Regions from separate parts of the Gossypium arboreum genome. Here region 1 is linked to region 2. A link is a contact called in public Hi-C data. All regions are on one chromosome and are shown on one strand. The core of a region is the stretch at or near the end of the contact, and the rest is flanking DNA. Distances in the headings are between cores, read along the strand shown.

Evidence for each region. A called contact is a pair of places that touch in the nucleus more often than the background predicts.
Region 1: a Hi-C map of leaf shows a contact between it and region 2, with 4 times the contacts expected there. The contact joins the promoter of LOC108458482 here to the promoter of LOC108459011 in region 2. A contact is called at or near these places in 2 of 5 Hi-C or Micro-C datasets (both in leaf).

Annotation. Positions count from the first base shown.
Region 1 is chr8:125,326,008-125,330,564 of ASM2569848v2, forward strand. LOC108458482 reads right to left here and starts at 1,386. Exons shown (of 3, transcript XR_008286844.1): 1 at 847-1,386; 2 at 1-753. LOC108457948 (metal tolerance protein C1) reads right to left here. Exons shown (of 12, transcript XM_017757167.2): 6 at 4,189-4,285; 7 at 3,663-3,747; 8 at 3,388-3,450; 9 at 3,113-3,218; 10 at 2,827-2,972; 11 at 2,663-2,754; 12 at 2,283-2,573. The coding sequence ends at 2,453. It overlaps LOC128279871 (small nucleolar RNA R41), which reads left to right and starts at 2,029; the gene lies at 2,029-2,126. LOC128279873 (small nucleolar RNA Z155) reads left to right here and starts at 2,195; the gene lies at 2,195-2,272.
Region 2 is chr8:125,095,303-125,100,070 of ASM2569848v2, forward strand. It overlaps LOC108459011 (heavy metal-associated isoprenylated plant protein 35-like), which reads right to left and starts at 2,721. Exons shown (of 4, transcript XM_053017959.1): 1 at 2,703-2,721. The coding sequence starts at 2,721.

The DNA.
Region 1 (4,557 bases), core at 136-2,635, 230 kb after region 2:
AGTTGAGGATTCTATGATACAACATGAATTTCTATCTCAGTTTCTTAATGTACCAAGCAAGATTCGTATACATATGTGGAGGGTTGCTAATGAATTTGTGCCCACGATGCAAAATTGAGAGCCCATAAGCTTGTGGTGGATACGCTCTGTCCAATATGCCGAGCAAAAGAGGAAACGGTGAGCCACTTTTTTCGGGATTGCACTTTTACTCAACAGGTACAGCAGGAGTTGGGGGTGACTAACTCAACTACCAACAGAGAATCCAATTGGAAAAAATGGTTAGCATTAGAGTTGAGAACTATAGTAATGAAGCATGCAAAATCAGAGCTATTTCTTTCTGGGCTCTTTGGTACATTCGCAACAAAATTTACCATGAAGGGATAAGGGAGCAAGCACATGAAATTGTGAGGTTTATCAATGCTTATTATTCCGAAATAACGCAAATGGGTGAGATATTGAAGAATAGGCAAGAGACTAAAAGATTTGTGTGGGAACCACCTGTTGATGATGTTATAAAAATTAATTTTGATGCTTCTTTTAATCAACATTCTCGAAGATCATGTTCACGAGTCATTGCGTGGAATAAAGAAGGATTAGTGATGGCATCGTGTACTTACCCATGAAAGAATATTTCAGATCCGATTATGGCCGAGGCAAGGGCGTGTTTGCAGGCTGTTACTATGGCCGTCGAAATGGGTTTTCGAGATATATGTGTTGAGGGAGACGCGCTAACTGTAATCAAAAAACTAAACTCTGCAAAAGAAGATAGATCATGTATTAGCAGTCTGATTTAAGAAATCAAGGGGAGAACACCCAAATTTAGAAGAATGTGTTTTAGATTTGTACCGAGGGAAGCCAATAAAGTGGCACATGGGATGGCGATGGAAGGACGGAGATATGATGACCCCAATACTAGATAGAGGAAGTACCGCGTGAGGTGGAAGAACTGGTAAACTGCGATAGGAGTGGCGGAGATGATGGTGGATGACTGGTTTAGTTGAGTCCGGACTTTGTGACGATTGGTCTGTCCGATGAACTCGAGGATTTTGATAGAGATTGGGGCTTGAAAGGTCAGAAATTGGTTGTTCATGGATAATCGGTCTCTTGAGTTGCTGATGCACAAAAGATGTTGCTTAAAATGCTAGAGAAGAATGGGATTCCAAGCCTGGCTTTTCTCTTTGTTAAGTTTGAGTTTGTTTGGTTTCATTTCCAAGTTTGTGTCTGTTCTATGTGCTTTCCATTACTTTTTGTTTTGTTTTTGTGAGTTTCAAAGCATCGTTTTGGTGATCAATTAGGGATGGCTAGTTGTAGGGTCATTAGTCTTTAAGGCCTGTAATCGAATTGATTTCTTTTCCCATTAATAGTATCAGCTGGCATTTTCAAAAGAAAAAATTTAATATTGTTAGTATAATATTTTTGTTATTTTAGATAGTTTTAGATAAATGATAAATATAATTATTTGAATATTTTTAAAAATATAATTTATTTAGATTTTTTATAAAATAAATTTAACTTAATATTTTTATGTTAAACGATAAGTACTTATCTAATTATTTATTCAACACTTTTTATTACAAATTTTATATTAAGTCAAAAATTAAAATGATTATCAAACATAATTAAAATATTAAATATTTTATTCAATTAAAATAATTATTGTATAGAAAAAGTCCTAAATAATTATTTCGATAGAATAAGTCCATTTCAAAATTAAATAAATAAAATAAACAAATGGGCTTTTTAACTACGAAGAAGCTAAAGCTCAGATTATGAAGGGATCCCTTCAAAGCCCAAACCTAATTAGCTATCCGCCGACTCCGAGAATCGAAGTAAAGCATGCCCCTCACCAACGCAACCCCTAAACCCTAATTTTGAATTTTTCTCTATTTATAGTTACGCCCGCAGCTGAAGCAATTGCCTCTCTCTCTCTCTCTCTCTCTCTCTCTCCATTTTTTTCTTCTCAAAATGATGAATTTCTGAAGCTTTGATTATCCTTTTTTCTGGTTTTGTTTTCAATAACAGAAGATGGGGGAGGCTGTGATGTTGAAAACTACCTATTTTACGAAGGGGGTTTTTTCGCTCTTTTGTGATTAGAAAATCACCAATGGATCCTTCTGAGCCTTCTTCTTCCCTCCAACTTCACTGTCTTTTTATTTATTTATGAAAATATATATATTATTACCTGATTCAGAGCCATTGAAATGATGATATCCTTTCCTGAAATAATACAATGTAGCCTAAAAAAATTCAGACTACAATTATCTGATCATTTTGGCTCTTAATTTTGTATCAGTTTTCATCTCCTTTTTATTCGTAAGCAAATCAAGATATACCTATAACAACAGTAACTTTTTTATTTCACATTTTGCAAAAGATGGGAACAGTAGAGCAAAGCAAACTAGGTTTAAGGGTAGGGCAGAGCAATCTGGTTTCTTGAATATTGGAAGTTTTGTTAAATATATCTGAATTGTGGAATTGGGCGTCCCAATCTCAGCTGCAGGTTGACATGAACAATGTTTGAAGCTGCCTTCATTATCTCCTTCTCTGCTTCCTTCGCTGTGTCCATGGCTTCGCTGCATTTAGGCAAATATATTGAATTTGAATCTCCAAGGCAAAATCTGAACAAATTATGAATCTAAAACGAAAAGGAAAGCTTGTTTACCGGATCATAATATCTGGTGGCATGGTAACCTCAACTTCAAGTACCATCTTCCCTTGTAAGGTGTGTTGGGTGATGCGCTCGACCTTAAATTTCTGCAAGCATTCATGTAACCTTGAGAGCTTAAAATCAGGTTTGTTTATAACATAATGAGAGGAGACACATACCTTTGGAAACTTTGATGAGAGAATATGAGAAACAATTGCTTGAACATTCTCTTCACCGACAGACATGTTACTATTCTGTTCAGTGATTGTCTTCAAACCTTCATTTTGGTCCATTAAATCAGGGGAGAACTCTACATAGGCAGGATCTACAATTTCGAAATGGAAAAAAGAAAGTTGATATTTAAGCCAACAATTTGGAAATGCAAACGGTGTTTTTAAAGCCCATAGGTAATGTGACTACCACAATGAAAAGTTGGTTTAGGGATGAACTAGTCATGTAACATACCAATGTGTATGAAAACTTCGGTTACTTCGGGGTGGGATTTATGAATTTGGTGACGAACATTTTCGCCAATGCCATGTGCAGTACTAACACTAGAAAAGGGATCAACCTGCGGGTTGGAAGAATAAGAGGAAATTACTTAGTAATAGGCGATATTTTATAGCTAAATAAATAAAGATCATATACTCAGTTTAGCAAAAGTTAGGCGAAGTTTATACTTTCCAATCATGCCCTCTTTGCAATACTCGTTGGTAGTTAAAAATATGCTAAAAACTCACCACAATATGTACATCAAGGTACAGATTAGAACCAGCTCTCCTTCCTCTCATTCGATGGCATCCCTACAAACAATTTCGAACAAGTTATTAATGAAGATTGCCAAGAAAGAAAAAAGAATAACTCAGTTGTACATTTCACCAAATGCAACAGGCCGACAAATCATGATACGATATTCTGGGTGCCTGTGACTGATTACGTGAATTTACTGAGATTTATTTTACATTTAGAGCAGTATCTGCTATTAACAGATATGCAAGCAAATTTTGTTAGTTACCTTGACTCCTTTAACTTGTAGAATTGTTTGATTTATGGGCTCCAATTGTTCTGTAGGTAAGGCAGCATCAACGAGTTCAAGGACGCTACAAAGTTGCCCAAAAAGATATGTCAATTATGGAGTTTAGATAAATGTCATTATCATCAATAGCTGCGTCATAAGAATGCTAAAACACAGCTAAATAGGTGACATAAGAATGCTGAATGCAATCAATCAAAGATAATACGAACATGATAACATTAACCTGTAATGAAAACACAGGTATTAAATAAGTAAAATAAATGCAAAAGTTTATTAAATATACCAAATTTTCAGCCAAAAACGAAAAGAAAGAAAGCCTATTTTTTGTATTGATTGATGCCATTGACATTTTAGACCTTAAAGCAAACAGTATGCTTGCCTTTTTCCATACTGATTGATACCATTTACCTCTTGAATTGCTGCAATTGCTGTGAAAGCTTACAATCTTAAAATAACACCACAACAAAGCAAACAATAAGAGAGATGGAGGCAACAGGCAATGCACCTCTGGTATCCAGTTTCCAGCCCAGCTTTCAGAATCATTCCTGAGACAACCAGTCCAGCAAGAGGATCTAAAAACTTTACTCCAAGAATAGAGCCTCCTAGATCACCATGGACAAGACATAAGGTCATTCAGTGTTCACTCATATACAATTCAATTTACGGAAATCCACACAAATCACTCATATACAATTCAATTTAAGGAAATCCACACAAAGAGACTTAAACATTCAAGGGAGAGAGACAGACAAGGGGGGTGAAACTCGTTTAGTACGTATACAACAACCAACCAGCCAAAACAATATATATATATATAGAGAGAGACAGAGAGACTTTAAAGGTAAAATGAACCTGAAGGAGTCATGTAAATCTC
Region 2 (4,768 bases), core at 1,471-3,970:
CTTTATATGGATTAGGGAATGAATAGGTTAATGTTGAAAAGGTTTTGGTTTGAAGCGTGATGGGTTATTAAGAATCATTTAAGTGGGAGGTGAAATGGATTTAGGAATCTACCCTAGGTGATATCATTGCAAAGTTGGAATGTTTAAGTAATGGATTGAGGAAATGGACATGGACCATCAAAGTTTAAATGGAGGGTCTTAAAAGGGATTTAACAAGGAAGCTGGAAGAGTTGGTTGATTAGGAAAGAGATGATGAGTATATTACAAAGATCATTGACACAAAAATTCATCTTAATTTAGAAATTGATAAGGATGAAGCGTATTGGGAGGAGAGAGCATGAGTGAATTGGCTAAAGTTAAGGGATAAAAATATAGCTTTTCTTTCCATAATTATGCCTCCCAACGTAGAATAATGAATCACATTAGTAGTCTGTAATATGATGATGGGAGGGTGGCTATGGATAAGGATGAAATGAAGGGGATTGTTCAGAATTATTTTCAAAATCTTTTTTCAAATGGGATATGAGATACTAGTCATATTTTGTCGGGGGTGGAGAAGTGCATTTCATATGATGTTAATTAGATGTTGATGACCAGGTTTATGGGGGAGGAGGTTTATTCGGCCTTAAAAGGAAGGGGGCTAACAAAGGCGTTGGAGCAGATGGTTTTCCAGGTTTGTTCTTTTAAGGATTTGGCATATTGTTCGGAGAGACGTTACTTCATATTGCTTAGGAGTTTTGAACAAAGGTATGGCTTTAGAACCCTTTAATATTACCAATATTGTGTTGATTCCAAAAATTCCCCATACGATGAATTTAACAAATTTTAGGCTAATTAGTTTATGCACGGTTCTTTACAAAGTGGTATCAAAGGTGGTAGCTAATCGTTTTCAAATAGTATTAGATGTTTGTATTTATGGTGCTCAAAGTGCCTTTGTGTTGGGTTTATTGATATTTGATAATGTGCTGTTGGTTTATGAAATCTTGCAAACTTTTAGGCAAAAGAGAATAGGGAGAAAGAGGTTCATAGCATTAAAATTAGATATGAGTAAAGTGTAAAACCAGGTAAAATGGCGTTTTTTAAAGGAGATAATGAAATGAATAGGTTTTGCTAGGTCGTGGGTGGAGATTATTATGGGGTGCATTACTTTTGTTTTGTATTTAACAATTGTGAATGAGAAAGTTGGGGAGGCATTCAGATCTACTAGAAGCCTTTGGTAAGGGGGCCCATTGAGTCTGTTTCTTTTTTTAATATGTAGCAAGGGGTTATTGGCTCTTTTATGATATTAGCGATGAAGGATGAACTAATGAAATGGGCTAAAGTTAGTAGGAGGGGTCTTCAAATATTGCGTTTACTGTTCACTGATGATTGTGTCTTATTTGGACAGGCAAACGAAAAAGGGGATTAGATTTTGAAATAGGTATTAAAGGAGTATGATGTGTGTTCAGGGTAGTTTACTAATTATGAAAAGTCCACTATGTTTTATAATTCGAATACCTTTGAAAGGGATAGGCAATTGGTTTCGCAAATTTTGGGGGTTAGGCATTCGAATGGTCTAGAGAGGTACTTAGGATTATCAAATATGGTGGGGTGTAGAAAGAAGATGTCGTTCTAGATTTTAAAGGACCGTTTTAAGAAAAGAATTGATAGTTAGAGCACGAGGTATTTGTCCCAAGGAGGGAATTAGGTTTTCATTAAAGCCTTTTTGTAGGCTATTTGGACATACTTAATAGCTTGCTTTTTGTTACCAAAGTCACTTTGTGGGGAGTTAGCTAGCGAGATTTTGGTGGCAAAAAAGCTCATGGAAGGCGAGGGATACATTGGTGTGAGTGGAACCAATTGTTTGAGTTGAAAGAAAATAGGGGTTTGGGGTTTAGAAGATTAGCAAAATTCAATTTGGCTTTGTTAGCAAAATAAGGCTGCCGTCTTATTAATTATCCAAATTCTTTATTAGCTTGTGGTTTAAAAGCTAAATGGTACTCAAATTCTAATTTTTAAAAATCTACTCGAATTCTGATTTTTAAGTACCAGATTAAGGAATATACCTTCTTGTAATTGGAGAGTGTGTGGGCGTTGATGGGCCTTTTACAAGATGGTCTATGTTGGAGAGTTGGTACTGGTGCCAAAATTTCAGTGTTTGGGGATGCGTGGCTACCAGGGGTAGTCAATTACAAGGTGGGAAACAATATTAGTAATGCTGATGTAACAATGGTTTCAGATTTAATAGATAGTAACTCTAGAGAATGGAAAGTGGATGTGATTAAAAATATATTTTCTAATATTGATGCTGCTAGAATTCGAGTTTGTTTAGCTAAGGAGGCACATGATGATCTGCTGGTTTGGAAAGGAGAACTTTCGGGGGAGTTCTCGATATGGACTACGTATAAGATGCTTCTAGCAGGTAATACAAATCCTAATTCCAATTACATCCAAAATGATTCCAGGGCTTTTTACAGAAAATTATGGAGTTTAGATCTATTTGCTAAGCAAAAAGTTACAATTTAGAAAATTTCTTGGAATTTTTTACTTACTCTAACTAATTTATATTACAAAATATTAGTGGTCAGTGCATTATGTCCTAGATATGGGGGTGCTGTGGAGAGCAAAGACAATGTATTTCAAGAGTGCCTGAAAATTTTGAAAAATTTAAACATTGTATGGCTAGTGACAAGTTCTAATTCAGAAAATAGGGAGTGGCTTACCTGGTTTTTCAAGAATTGTTCAATTAACCATTGTCGTCTTTTATGTTGTGCATTGTTGATAATCTGGACAGAAAGGAATAAGTGTATGCATGAGGGAAAACAAATATCTGGAAGAAGTATTATTGATTTGATTCTCAGTCATATTCGGGAATTAGATGGTTTAGAAGGAAGGGTACCTACAACGAGTTGTATGACTATGGGGTGGAGCCCTCCGATGGGGATGAGTGTTAAGATTAATTTCAACGCAGCTTACGACCTCTGACAGTACAGATTTGGGTCGGGGATGGTAGTTAGAGACGCCAATAGAGGGGTTTTAGCCTCGAAATCAGTACCGAACAGGGATGTATTGTCATCGTTTGCAGCTGAGGCTCCCGCATGTTCTCAGGCGGTGCAAATAGGGGTGGACATGGGGTTGTCATCGGTGATGATTGAGGATGATGCATTGTCAATTATCAAGAAGTGTCAGTCAACCGAAGTTGATAAATAAAAAATAAGGGCTTATATCAGAAATATCCAACAGAATAAAATAGAGATTCAGAATATTTACTTCAAATATACCCCAAAGATGGCGAATTTGGTGGCTTATAAGATAACTATAGAGAGTTTGGGGAAAGGGGAACAGGTTTACTTAGAAGGGAGAGTGCCTGACTATGCCTTGAGCTCGCTGGAGGCTAACTGGTGGAGGGTTAGTGAGCCGAATTAAGAAAGTACTCTTGAACGATTCTCCAATCAGGGAAGAAGACGACGAGGATGGAGAGAACCTGAAGGGAAAAGTCAGATTTCTCTTAGGAACTGGAATTGACGGTATGAAAAAAATGAAGGAACGAGAATAGACAGTAGGGGATAGTTCAGATTAGATTGGACTAGATATTTCTTTTCTGTTTTATTTTTTTTGGTTTTTCTTTTATTTTTTGTTGCTAACGGATTGTGGCCAGCAGTATAGGCTTGGGGCCATATTTTTAGTTTTGGTTCTCATAAGTTTTTAATAAAATTCCAATCCGATTTCTTTCAAAATAAAATAAAATAAAACATAAGCGAATCTAGAGAGGTAGGTAAGGGCTTTGGTTAACTTCAATGGATAAATTGCCTTTTAGTTCTCTTATAAATGATATAATCAAAAGTTAATATGTGATAAAATTATGTTTTATCCCCAAAAATAAATTTTTTTATTTAGCACATTAAAAAATGATAAAAGTATAAATTAATATAAGATAAAATTATACTTTGACCTTAAAAAATTATAATTCAATTCAATTTCTTTAAAAAAATTTCTTGCTCCACCCTCATTTAAATATATTGAAAATAGAAAATTTAGTAATTAATTTAACAAAAATTTAATAGTTAGGTGATGATGATTCACTTAACTAACTAAAATCACGACAAAGGCAAGCGCACCTATCGAATAATAGTATAGCTTCCATGAGGACTAAAAGTACTAGTATTTACTATCTTTCTATTATCTAGCCGGTAAATTGAAGAAGTTTGTTTTAATCTAAAATTATCTAAACTAATTATTAAGAACTCGACAGAGAATAAAGTAAGAAAATAATCGAATAAACCGATGAAAGAGACAATACCCAGGAAAGACTCCACCTAGACTTCACTTATTATTCTGAATCTGAATTAAATGATTTATTCTCTTGCCTTGATCTGTAAAAATCCCTAAATTATATTAGTATCTCTTTCGAGAGTAAAAACAACTGACTTTAGGTTGATTAATTGAAATCTCTTTCTAATTAAAACTCTTATTGTCGCATTAACTCGTTCTATAGATTCCCCTATTAGATTTGACTCTAATTTGGTAGATTTATGTCGTCTTATTTCTAGGATTGCATGCAACTTCACTCAATTATGCCTGATCTACTCTTAAACAGAGACTTTTCTTCCACTGAATTAAGCACATCAATCATGAATTAATATCCTGAAAACATTAAAACATGGAATAAGTACACATAATTGAGATTAAGAATTCAAGTCTTTATCATGTAATTCAAAAAATTAAATAACAAGATCCATCATAGGTTTCATCTTCCCTAGGTATCTAGGGAATTTAGTTCATACTTTGG